Linked DNA regions of Oryzias latipes: region 2 is linked to region 1. A link is a contact called in public Hi-C data. All regions are on one chromosome and are shown on one strand. The core of a region is the stretch at or near the end of the contact, and the rest is flanking DNA. Distances in the headings are between cores, read along the strand shown. Region 1 holds the start of abcb6 (ATP-binding cassette sub-family B member 6, mitochondrial). Region 2 holds the start of LOC101155833 (ras-related protein Rap-2a).

Evidence for each region. A called contact is a pair of places that touch in the nucleus more often than the background predicts.
Region 2: a Hi-C map of fibroblasts shows a contact between it and region 1, with 4 times the contacts expected there. The contact joins the promoter of LOC101155833 here to the promoter of abcb6 in region 1. A contact is called at or near these places in 3 of 5 Hi-C or Micro-C datasets (embryo and fibroblasts).

The regions. Positions count from the first base shown.
Region 1 is chr2:22,124,119-22,129,369 of ASM223467v1, forward strand. It overlaps abcb6 (ATP-binding cassette sub-family B member 6, mitochondrial), which reads right to left and starts at 3,289. Exons shown (of 20, transcript XM_011485235.3): 1 at 3,052-3,289; 2 at 2,329-2,853; 3 at 831-971; 4 at 567-756; 5 at 401-493; 6 at 129-321. The coding sequence starts at 2,844.
Region 2 is chr2:22,584,433-22,589,683 of ASM223467v1, forward strand. LOC101155833 (ras-related protein Rap-2a) reads left to right here and starts at 2,906. Exons shown (of 2, transcript XM_004066608.4): 1 at 2,906-3,607. The coding sequence starts at 3,294.

The DNA of each region.
Region 1 (5,251 bases), core at 2,039-4,538:
TTCGCACCACCGCGACATTTCCAACCGCGCGAGCACTGGGTAGCATGAACACCATACGATAAAAGCGCGTTCGACAAATGCCCGTTGAGCGCGTCACGTGCTGGATTTGGCGAGCCCGGACGCCTCACCTCAGCAGGCTGTTGATGGAGCTGGTGCCGCGGTCGATGCTCCTCAGCACGTCGCCGGTTTTACGGCCCAGGTGCCAGCGCAGAGAGAGGGAGTGCAGGTGGGCGAAGAGCTGCACCTCCACCACCCGATTGGTGAACTGCTGCACCCGGATCCACAGGAAGGTGCGGATGTTGCTGACGAACCCGGAGGACCCTGAGCGGAGAAACAAAACAAAGAAACCATCAGATGAGCGTCACGGTGGCTTCAGAACGGAACTTCTGCGAAGCTTCACCTGCGCCTCCGCCCTGCAGGAGCTTGAGCAGGACGTAGATGCAGACGATGGTGGCCACACTCCTCCAGCTGCTGCCGTCAGTCAGCGCATTAACTGGAAGACAGATCAGATGTTCTCGTATGAAGCTGAAGGCCACAGGTTCTTCGTCGAGTCTCCGTTCTCTCACCAATGTTCTTGTAGTAAATCGGTACAAAGACGTTGATGGCCCGCTCGACTCCCAGCAGCCCTAAGCAGAGGAGGACAAGCATCTGGAGGAAGACGTTCCCCCGAGGCCACATGTAAGGAACCAGCAGGCGGACCTTCTTCCTGAAGCCCTGCCAGGTGGAGAGGTTCTCCTCCGTTCTCCCCAGTAAGCTCTGCACAACCAAAAAGCAGAAGGTCGGGGAGCCGGTTCCAGGCGGGTCAAACTGACGGGTCTGCGGCCTCGAACCTGAGCGCTGGCCTCCACGTCGCGCTCGTCTTCGTTTATCAGGAGCATGTAGGGTCTGCGGGGCAAACCCGGAGCTCTGAGGCCGATGAAGAAGAGCAGCCCGGCGCCGCTGTAGCGGATCAGCCACAGAGCGAACTGCACCTGGGAGGAGGAAGCACATCAAAAAAGACGTTAGGACAAGAGGAAATGTCCCCCAAAACACCAAGAAAATCCTTCTCAGAACCTCCAGAAGTAAAAATAAATAAATGAGAAGCTTTAAATATGTTTAAAAAAAAACCAGTTTACTTAAGTTTAATAAAATACTTTTGAATAAAACCTCAAAACTTAAAAAATCTATACACATTTAATTGTATTTTTTGTTAGAGCTTAAAAAAAAAAATCCTAAAAACTTTTATTTTGAAAATATTTGTATGCTCTTCAAACGAGTCGCTTCCTTATAAACTAATTCTTTCAGAAATGAAGACTTCAAAATAAATGATGCACTCCCATTGATCAGATTTAATGTACATAAAATCAAAATAAATATTATAAAATACATTTAAAAAGATTAACGCAAAGTTTATAGAAAGGAAAGTGACATGTCAGTGATAATACGATAGTTAATAAACAGTGTAAATGTAAAAAAAAAAACAAAATGTTATTTTTAAAACATAGAACAAAAATCCACTTTCAGTTAAACTAATTTTTAAAGCTACTATTGCTTAAAATAGAAAAATCAAAACAATAGCATATGCCTATTGTTAAATTTACGTTTGTACAGTAAAAAAATTATAATAATTTACGTAAAGATTATCTGATCATATCAAATTAAAAATGTCTGAATGTTTCAACTGTTTTTCATTCCAAACTGTGAAATTTTGGCATTCTGTGCACAATTGCACCATCTTGTGTTCACTTAAAAAACTACAAGTTACACAAAAATTAAAAGAAATAAAGTTTTTGTCAATAAAGTTATCTCAAAATGCTGCTTTTAGCGGTTTTTATGATTTTTTTCTGCAGCCTTTTAATTAAAATAAACACAAATCAATAAGTAAGTGCAAGTAAAGTGACTATCCTCTGACATCTTTATTCAAAAGTACTTTAAAACAAAACCGTAAATCAAAAATAAAAAAGTTTTAAAGAAAGGTTAAAATGGGGCAGAAATTTGGGAAAGAAGCATGACTCAGCATGACTTGTTGGATTGAGGAAATACAATAGACATTTTATAATTGAAAAAAAACTGTCGAGTCATGCTGTAAGCTCTGTAAACAAAAAGGTGACTCGAGGTGGGAGGAGCCTGTGTCTCTTAAGATTGTGATTGGTTTACACGATGGAAGCCCAGTAATGACTCAGCAAAACACCAAACTAGTCCTGTGTAGGTGCTGTGTGGGTGGACTGGTCGCATAGCTCAAAGAGGAGTGTTTCCAAACCACCCGAACCTCTTTACCTGCAACAAAGCTCATCAGGAGGTCAAAGGGCATTCATGTATGAAGTCAAACAGTGCAGGTAAATCCCTCACCTGGTGTTCTGTGGTGTCCAGGCCCCACCACCAGTGAGGGCTGTACCAGGAGACAAAGGCCAGGTTCTCCGCCGCGAACGCCACAGCCCAGAATGCCAGCAGGGCGCCGCTGTGGCCCCGGGTGCGGTCCATCAGCAGGGCCCTCCTCCTCTCCACCCGCAGCAGGGCGAAGGCCCAGCCCCACGCCAGCACGTAGAAGCAGCCGTTCAGCACCGCATACCCGGGCAGCTCGGCCGCGGTGGCGGCCCGGTACACCGTCCCGCCCAGGGACTGCAGCCCCAGCAGGACCGTCACGGCCAGCTGGAAGCCGTAGAGGCGGGAGCGCGGGATGAACTTGGGCTCCATCGTTGTGCCGTACTTCTGGTAGAAGACGCAGTGGATGGTGCCCAGGAAGATGGCGATGGTCAGCAGGATGGTGGGGACCAGGGTGAAGTAGAAGCAGGGGGAGATGCCCTCATCCACCCAGGTGATGGAGATGGGGGAGTTGACCTCACAGTAGCTCTGCAGGACCACCATGGCTGCACCTGGGACAGGAAGTAGTCAGATTACACACAAAAAACGCCCTATTTAATGCTCTAAATATAGAGCATTTATAGCTATCAAAATCTCGCAAAGATTGTGGGTAATGTAGTTCATTAAAGCAGGCAGTCTAAACACTGTCTCTACTGCTATAAAACACAAAAGGAGGCACACAGAAACCGGAAAGTAAACATTACCTTTATAGTAGAAGTTGACGTAAAGGTGTAAGTAATCCCCGACAGCAAAAGAGGTTAATCCAGGTCAGCGCACGAGCGTCTCCTCGTTTCAAACTAGTCGAATGCGGTCAAAAGAGAGCGTTATCTGCGGTTAAACCTCGCGAAATAATGGCATACATGGTTATCTGCACACACAGCCAAGCGCCCGCAGTCATTTAAACGAGGGTTGTCCTTGTGGCGCCTGTGTTAAACAACGGACGCGTTACGTAAGCGCGGTCCAACGTCTGACGTCACACGCTGCATTTTGGCTCCCCCTAAAGGACGACGTCGGAGTTGACAATTGAGACATTTTTTTAAACGAACAGGGTTGCTAATAAATGACACATTTTAGACATGAAAGCCATGAATGACATACAATCATTCACGCAACATATAAACTAAATTATATACATATTTGACACGTGTTAAAAAGAGTACATTAGACATTGGCCAACCATTTATTTTATATTTTTCATTTTTAAAAAATAATTCTAACTAAAATGGAGATAAATATGTTAAGCTTTTTCTATATTTGTCCTATATCGGCCCTTTTATTATATCTTTTTGATTTCTCATCTTTTTCAATACTAATTTATATAAATACTGATGTCACGTGTGTTGTTGTATTATATGTAATAAAATACAAATGAACAAATAAACACTGTTTTAAAAAATTAAAAAATCTAGGTACAATGTAAGTATGAATACTCCGAACATGCAATGCAGTCAAATGCAGAACGAAAAAAAGAAGGCTTTTTTCATCCAATAGCAAATTTAAAGCCCAAATTATAGAGTGTACTTGTTTCAAATAAAAGCTCTTAGTTGATTATACAACAAATCTGTTTTTTTCTATTTCATTGCATTGAGAGGTTTTATTTATTCAATCACTTTATTTGCGCAGCACCTTTCTTTCATCATCATGCTGTAGACAACAAGGAGCTTGACATGAAAGATCTATGGAAACATAGGCTAAAACAATAAAAAAAAGGCATAAAATACAACAGACTAAAAAACAATAACAAACAAAAGATGAACATGAAATGGAAGGAAACACTGTGGCTTATAGTTTGAGAAGGCAATGTATAGAATAAGAGGAAAAACAGGAAAAAATGTACAAATGATAAAACATAAATGCCATAAATTACTTAAAAGCCAAATAAATAAATAAGTGGTTTAAATTAGTTATTTAAAATCTAAGTTCCAACATTTGAGTTTCAGTTTAATTCTTCACATTTTTGTAAAACTTCACTGACTAAAATAAAAAAAAATATATATAAAAACTTGGACAAAACACATGAACAAAAACAAATATTTTTAGAAAACTATTTGGTAGTTAACCTTTGTGCTATCTGAGCTGACCCCACCCTTCTATTGACGTGTTCTTCCTACCATGACAAAGGTGGATAATGGTGGAAAGATTTCATGTAATCCATGGACACCAGTGAAGATCACAAATCATTGAAGAAAAAAGGTTCAGAGCACTGTCTAGTGGGTCTAGATGACCCAACTCCCAATGTTAAGTGCCTGGGATAGCACAAGGGTTACAATGGGTCATCAATCAGTTGTTTTGAAATTCCTCATGATCCAGAAAAGATTTACACACCCAGATAAATGATACACTCCAAAAATGACATGAGGCCCATGACTGATCCCTGAGGCACACCTCAGGAAATGGGAGTAGATAATAAACAAATTGAAGAACTGCACACGAAAAGAAAATGTTTGTGGAGATAGAAAGAGACAGTGTTATACCGCTAAAATGTATTTCTGTGAATTAAAATAAATCCATAAGCTACAGATGGAGTGTTAAGTGGATGTAATGTTTGCCCTCAGAAGTGTGAAAAACAGACCTTTATTGACAATAACGATGATTTACAAGCCTTTGACAAATAAAGTAGAGGCAGCATTTTCAACAGAATATAAAATATTGGGGTACTTTTTTTTTTACAATAAAAGCTTAATTTCTTTGAATTTCTTTCCCTAATTAAAACAAACAAAAAATCAAATCCATTTTTTAAAACAAAGTAAAAAATACTTTTTTTCCTTTTTTAAAATAGAAGCTCTTCGTTAGACAATTAAATAGGAAATCAATTAAATCAAATTTTTTGGACCAAATTCTAACATCAGATCTCCAGATAACAGTGGTTGCAATGTTTCAAAATGAGCAGAAGATGGCACTAGATGCAAAG
Region 2 (5,251 bases), core at 1,656-4,155, 460 kb after region 1:
ACATAGAATGTATGGAAGGCAAAAATGACCCGATTATTGAAAATAACTAATTAAACAGATTTAAGTTGCTTTTTTTATACAATACATAGAAAGTATGAAGGGCAAAAATGATCAGATTATTGAAAATAACTAATTAAACGGTTTTAAGTTTTGTTTTTTTATATGAGACATAGAATGTATGGAAGGCAAAGTGACCTGATTATTGAAAATAACTAATTAAACGGATTTAAGTTTTTTTTTTAAATGAAAACATAGAAGGTATGGAAGGCAAAAATGACCTGATTATTGAAAATAACTCATTAAACAGATGTTATTTTTTTTAACAAGACAGTAGAATGTCCGGAAAGCAAAAATAACCACATTTTTGAAAATACCTCATAAAACGGATGCAATTAGTTAACATATTTTGTAAAAATTTATTAATATGTAGTTTAATACTGATTTTTTATTTATTAAAGGATATTACATTCTAATTGAGTGACATTTAAATGAGCATAATCCTTTTTTTCATAACTTTTAGTCCTGTCTAGAGATAAAAAAAAAAGGTTTGTCAAGGTAGGTCTAATAGGAACATTTTATTAGGTTTTTCAATGCTGAAATGTATGGAAGACCAAATGTGACAAATTAAAATACATGAAAACAACCTTAATTATTACCTATTAAAAATACCAATTCAATTGTATGTAACAAAATCATTGATTCATTTTACTATTTTAATAATTAATGGGGAAAAATAAGTAAAACAAAAATTAACTCCTTTTCAAACGTACTATTTAATGATTTCAATTCCCCATGTTCCATATGCATAGGTCTATATATATTTTGCAAACCTTTTATGATTAATGATCCCAAGTTTGAAAAATAAAAAAGTCTCAAACCAGGTCGACCGTGAAGGTACACCATCACTTTAGCCGTCACATCGTGAAAGACTTCAGGCCAGACCAATTGAATCATCTGGATCTGAGGTAGCCCCGCCCACTGACTTTGACAGGTGAGTTTGACAGATAAAATTGATTTATGAGACACTGCTAACTCCATGAAGTAATTAAAAGTTTATTATTATTTTTTTTACATTTTAATGATTTCATGACACGTTTTGGTCTTCCATAGGTTATAGAGGAGTACATACATTTGCATTTTTGCAAATAATGGCCGAACCTGTCCTTGCATGACCTGATGGTGAGCAGCTGAAGGGCGAAGGAGGAGGAGGTGAAGAATCACACCCGATAGGTAAGAGCAGGAGCTTTTATAATGTGTAAAGTTCCCTTGAAGGTCATTTTCTAAATGTTTAAAGCGTCTTGGTTAGTTTAGAGCAAAGACGTAAATGGATGTCCGCTCTTGTCCAGACGTGTTTCCTGTGGGAAAACCAAAACGATAAACAAACCCCTTCAACGGCTTTTCCACGCATGGGAACGCTGATGAGCTGAAATTGAGTTTAGATTCTTATCCAATCAAGTTTGAGGACTTTCTTTTTTCAGTGCTATTGCATTAAAGCGAAGGGAAAGAAAGGACTGTTTCCCATGAAATCTCCCCTCCGGGGTCTCTTTGAACTGAGGATCACGGGTAGTCTGACTTTTCAAAATAAAGTTAAATTAAAGCACATACGTTTGAAAAGGTAGCTGGACGTGTAAAGTTCAGGACTTTATGGTGGGACTTTAGTGGATACATTTTTAACATCTTGTCAAGAGAACACAGAAACAACAGAAAAAACAACAGAAAAAAACATTCCCACCTGTGGCAGTTGCTCACTAGAAATACTTTTATCCCTCCGTTTTGCGTTTTTATTTATTTACATGTACTTCATAAAAATCTTCTGTCGTGTCACAACACAAATATCTGCCAATTTTTAAAAAGCCTTCAACACCGGAGCTTAAAGTCTTAGTCACATGCTCGCAGACGGGGGTAACTCGGTACGGGGTCTGCGGGTTTTGGGTCGTCCAGGCTTGCTGACTGCACTTTCCTCTCCCAGCATCCCCAGCGCACACTTCCTGGATGCCGCACACCTGATTCGCTGAATCACTCACAGTGTATTTGAACGCTGCACTGAGCCTTACCTAGTGCGAAATATTGTTTGTGCCACTCTGCCTTCCTTACTAAGTGTGATGGTCGGACCTGAGCTTCTGCCTTCTGACCCTGACCCCGCTTGCCTGCCGCCTGCCTCGTCCCTCACCTGGATCCTGACCATCCTGTCTCTCCTCTGATGCTCTCATGCCTTCCATTGACCCCTGCCTGTCTGACCCTGATTTAGCTTTGTGGACTTTTAGCTAAGCTAATAAACCTGCTGCATTTGGATCCAGCCGTCTGCCTGTTCTGGTGACGGGTCACCTCTTAAGGTGTATCTTACAGTCTCCTCAAGGCTCATACGGCCGACCCAAGGGACATCGTGAACAATAGGATGTACCATGTCGTGCGTGTGGTAAATGTATCATAGTATTTGTGCATTCTCGATAAAAATGTAGGTTTTGATGCTGACCTTACTCCACACTCTGACACCTTTTGTGCAATCAGCTGACTCTGTTACTGACGTAAAGTGTTGCGTGTCGGCTCAAAGCTCCATTTCTCCATTTTAGAACGCGTTGGGGGTTAAAAGGTCACAACAGGTCAAATAATTAGCTTTGTGGCCACTGGGGGAGTGCTTCGTTAGAATGGGAAATTGTTCATTTTTTGAGTTGTGTGTTAATGTTTTTGTCACAATCGCGTGTAATTAAAAAAAACTTGATCAATTTGCTTGATAAAAATGTTTTAGTAACTTCACTTTTATAACTTAATAAAAGGGTTTGATTTTTCTTTTTCTTAGAATGAGTAAACATTTCCCTCTTGGCTCTTTTCGCGCCCTCTTTTGTTTACTTTTGGCCCTAACGGCGCTCCATATATTCCAGCCCATCGGCCGACCCCAGAGGCGTGGATCCCCCCCCCCTGCTCGCCGCCGCCGCCGTTGTCCGCCCTCACGAGGCGGGGATCGGTGCTTCTCCTTTAACGGCGTCGTTGTGCAGCGGGATGCGGCGTTAGCGTCCCGCCAACGATGCGCCGCGCGGACGTTTCCTGTTACAGCCGATCCTCTTTTTCTTCTTCTCTTTTCTTATTTTTTCCCGCGCCGCCGTGCAGCATGATGAACGCCCTTGGAGCGGCGTCCCTTCCGGTTAGCGCGGGAATCTAGCGGCCGAGCATCCCCGGGATCGATGCCCCAGCATCCTCCCCCGCGCCCGTGACCGTGACAGCATCGCTCTCTCTCTCTTTCTCTCTCTGGGGCGGAGGCCGGCTGCGGGGATGCTCTGCTCCGCGTGACGGGGGCCATGCGGGAGTACAAGGTAGTGGTGCTGGGCAGCGGCGGGGTGGGCAAGTCCGCCCTCACGGTCCAGTTCGTCACCGGGACTTTCATAGAGAAGTACGACCCGACCATTGAAGATTTCTACCGGAAGGAGATCGAGGTGGACTCGTCTCCGTCGGTGCTGGAGATCCTGGACACGGCGGGGACCGAGCAGTTCGCCTCCATGCGGGACCTCTACATCCGGAACGGCCAGGGCTTCATCCTGGTCTACAGTCTGGTGAACCAGCAGAGTTTTCAGGACATCAAACCCATGAGGGACCAGATTATCCGGGTGAAGAGGTGAGCTCCTCCGTTTGAATGCTCACCAATTCCTTTAGGAGTCCCCCCCGGAGCTGGTGGAGGACATGCGAGGTTCTGCTCTTTCAAATGAACTACTTTCATTAAGAACACATAAGTTATGAGTAAAAGTTATTAGTCATGGAAAGGCCAATAACAAAAAATATATCACAATTAAGGGAGAAGTTAAGGGAAATCAAACTCCTAAATTGGTGTCTGAAAACACTATAAAGAATAAATGTTAAGTAAAACTGTCATTAATGTGTCAAAGTTACATCTTTACTGTGAAAATTATTTTTTTCAATTTTAAGTTTTGCAATAAAGCTACTGTGTCAAACTGATATTGTATTTTTGGAAAGTAAAATCAGTGCATAACCAAAATAATAATAAAAATATATATATTTTTATATTTCATCAATCAGAAATAACTTTTTCAACCTTTTTTATAGACTTTTTAAAACTTTTATTAACATTATTTTTATGTGTCGTCATGGTGCTTTATTAAAATTTATTTTATTTTCATTTGAAATGGTTTATTTCAAGCAATCAACGCACGAATAATGCACAAAACAACACAATCAGCAGTCATACATTCATAAAAAGTCGTATGAAACTTTGGATAATTAGACATTAAATCAAAAATTGCTTGAAAGGGAATAGAAGGAACTTCTAGAATCCCACCCTGTTCTACCGAAACCATTTAATTACATTATAATAAAATTATTATTTATAAAATTTTATCAGATATTGTTTCCTTATCAACACAGTTTCAGGTCATTACGAATATTTAGGTATCAATAATCACATGACAAAGATGAAGGACGTTATTATTATGTAAAAATAGACATAAAATCAACAAAGCACATGCAGATTAGTTATCTAAAATTATTGATTTCCTTAGAAAAATCTTGACTATGATTAAAAAAGACACTATATCAGAAAAAATAGACATAACACTGTTTCAGAACTCATGCTGATCAAGTATCAAAAGTATGTGCAGATTATTTTTTATTAGAACAGTCATTAAAACAATTAGACACAACGCTATTTCCGAAATCGTCATAGTATGCGCAGATCAAATATCGCAAGTTAATTGGTGCTTTTATTTTGTATTTTTCTATTGACAGTAACTTGAGTGGTTTTCCTAGAAAAACAAATGTTTTCTGAAGTCCTTCTTCGCTCTAAAACATGGAGAGACAGACCAATAGAAGAGTTCACGACTTCTTAATACCCCTTAACTGCTGGATTTACGTTCTGTCATCCATAGAGACGTATTTCTGTCCAGCATTTGTCAAATGTTCTGTGATTCAAACACCCCGTATGGCTGATACAGTAAAATGGTTCATCCTCCGTGAGAAGCTTTAACCGGTTCACGTGTTCCTCGTCAGACCCCGGCTGAGGCTCACCTGGAGCACATCAAACTGGATCCGGATAACACTCCAGACCAGAACCTCTGAAAACGATCGGAATCTGAGCGCGGACTGAACCAGGTGACCCGTCTGAGCTGACGGCGCAGAGCGGAGCATGACAAGGAACTTCTTGGAAATGAATAATATAATGGCGGGTGGGCGGAAAGCGAGCAGCCTTCGCCTGCAGTCGGCCGCCACCCAAAAGCTCGGCTGCAGCAAAGCGTCCTGAAGTGTTTCC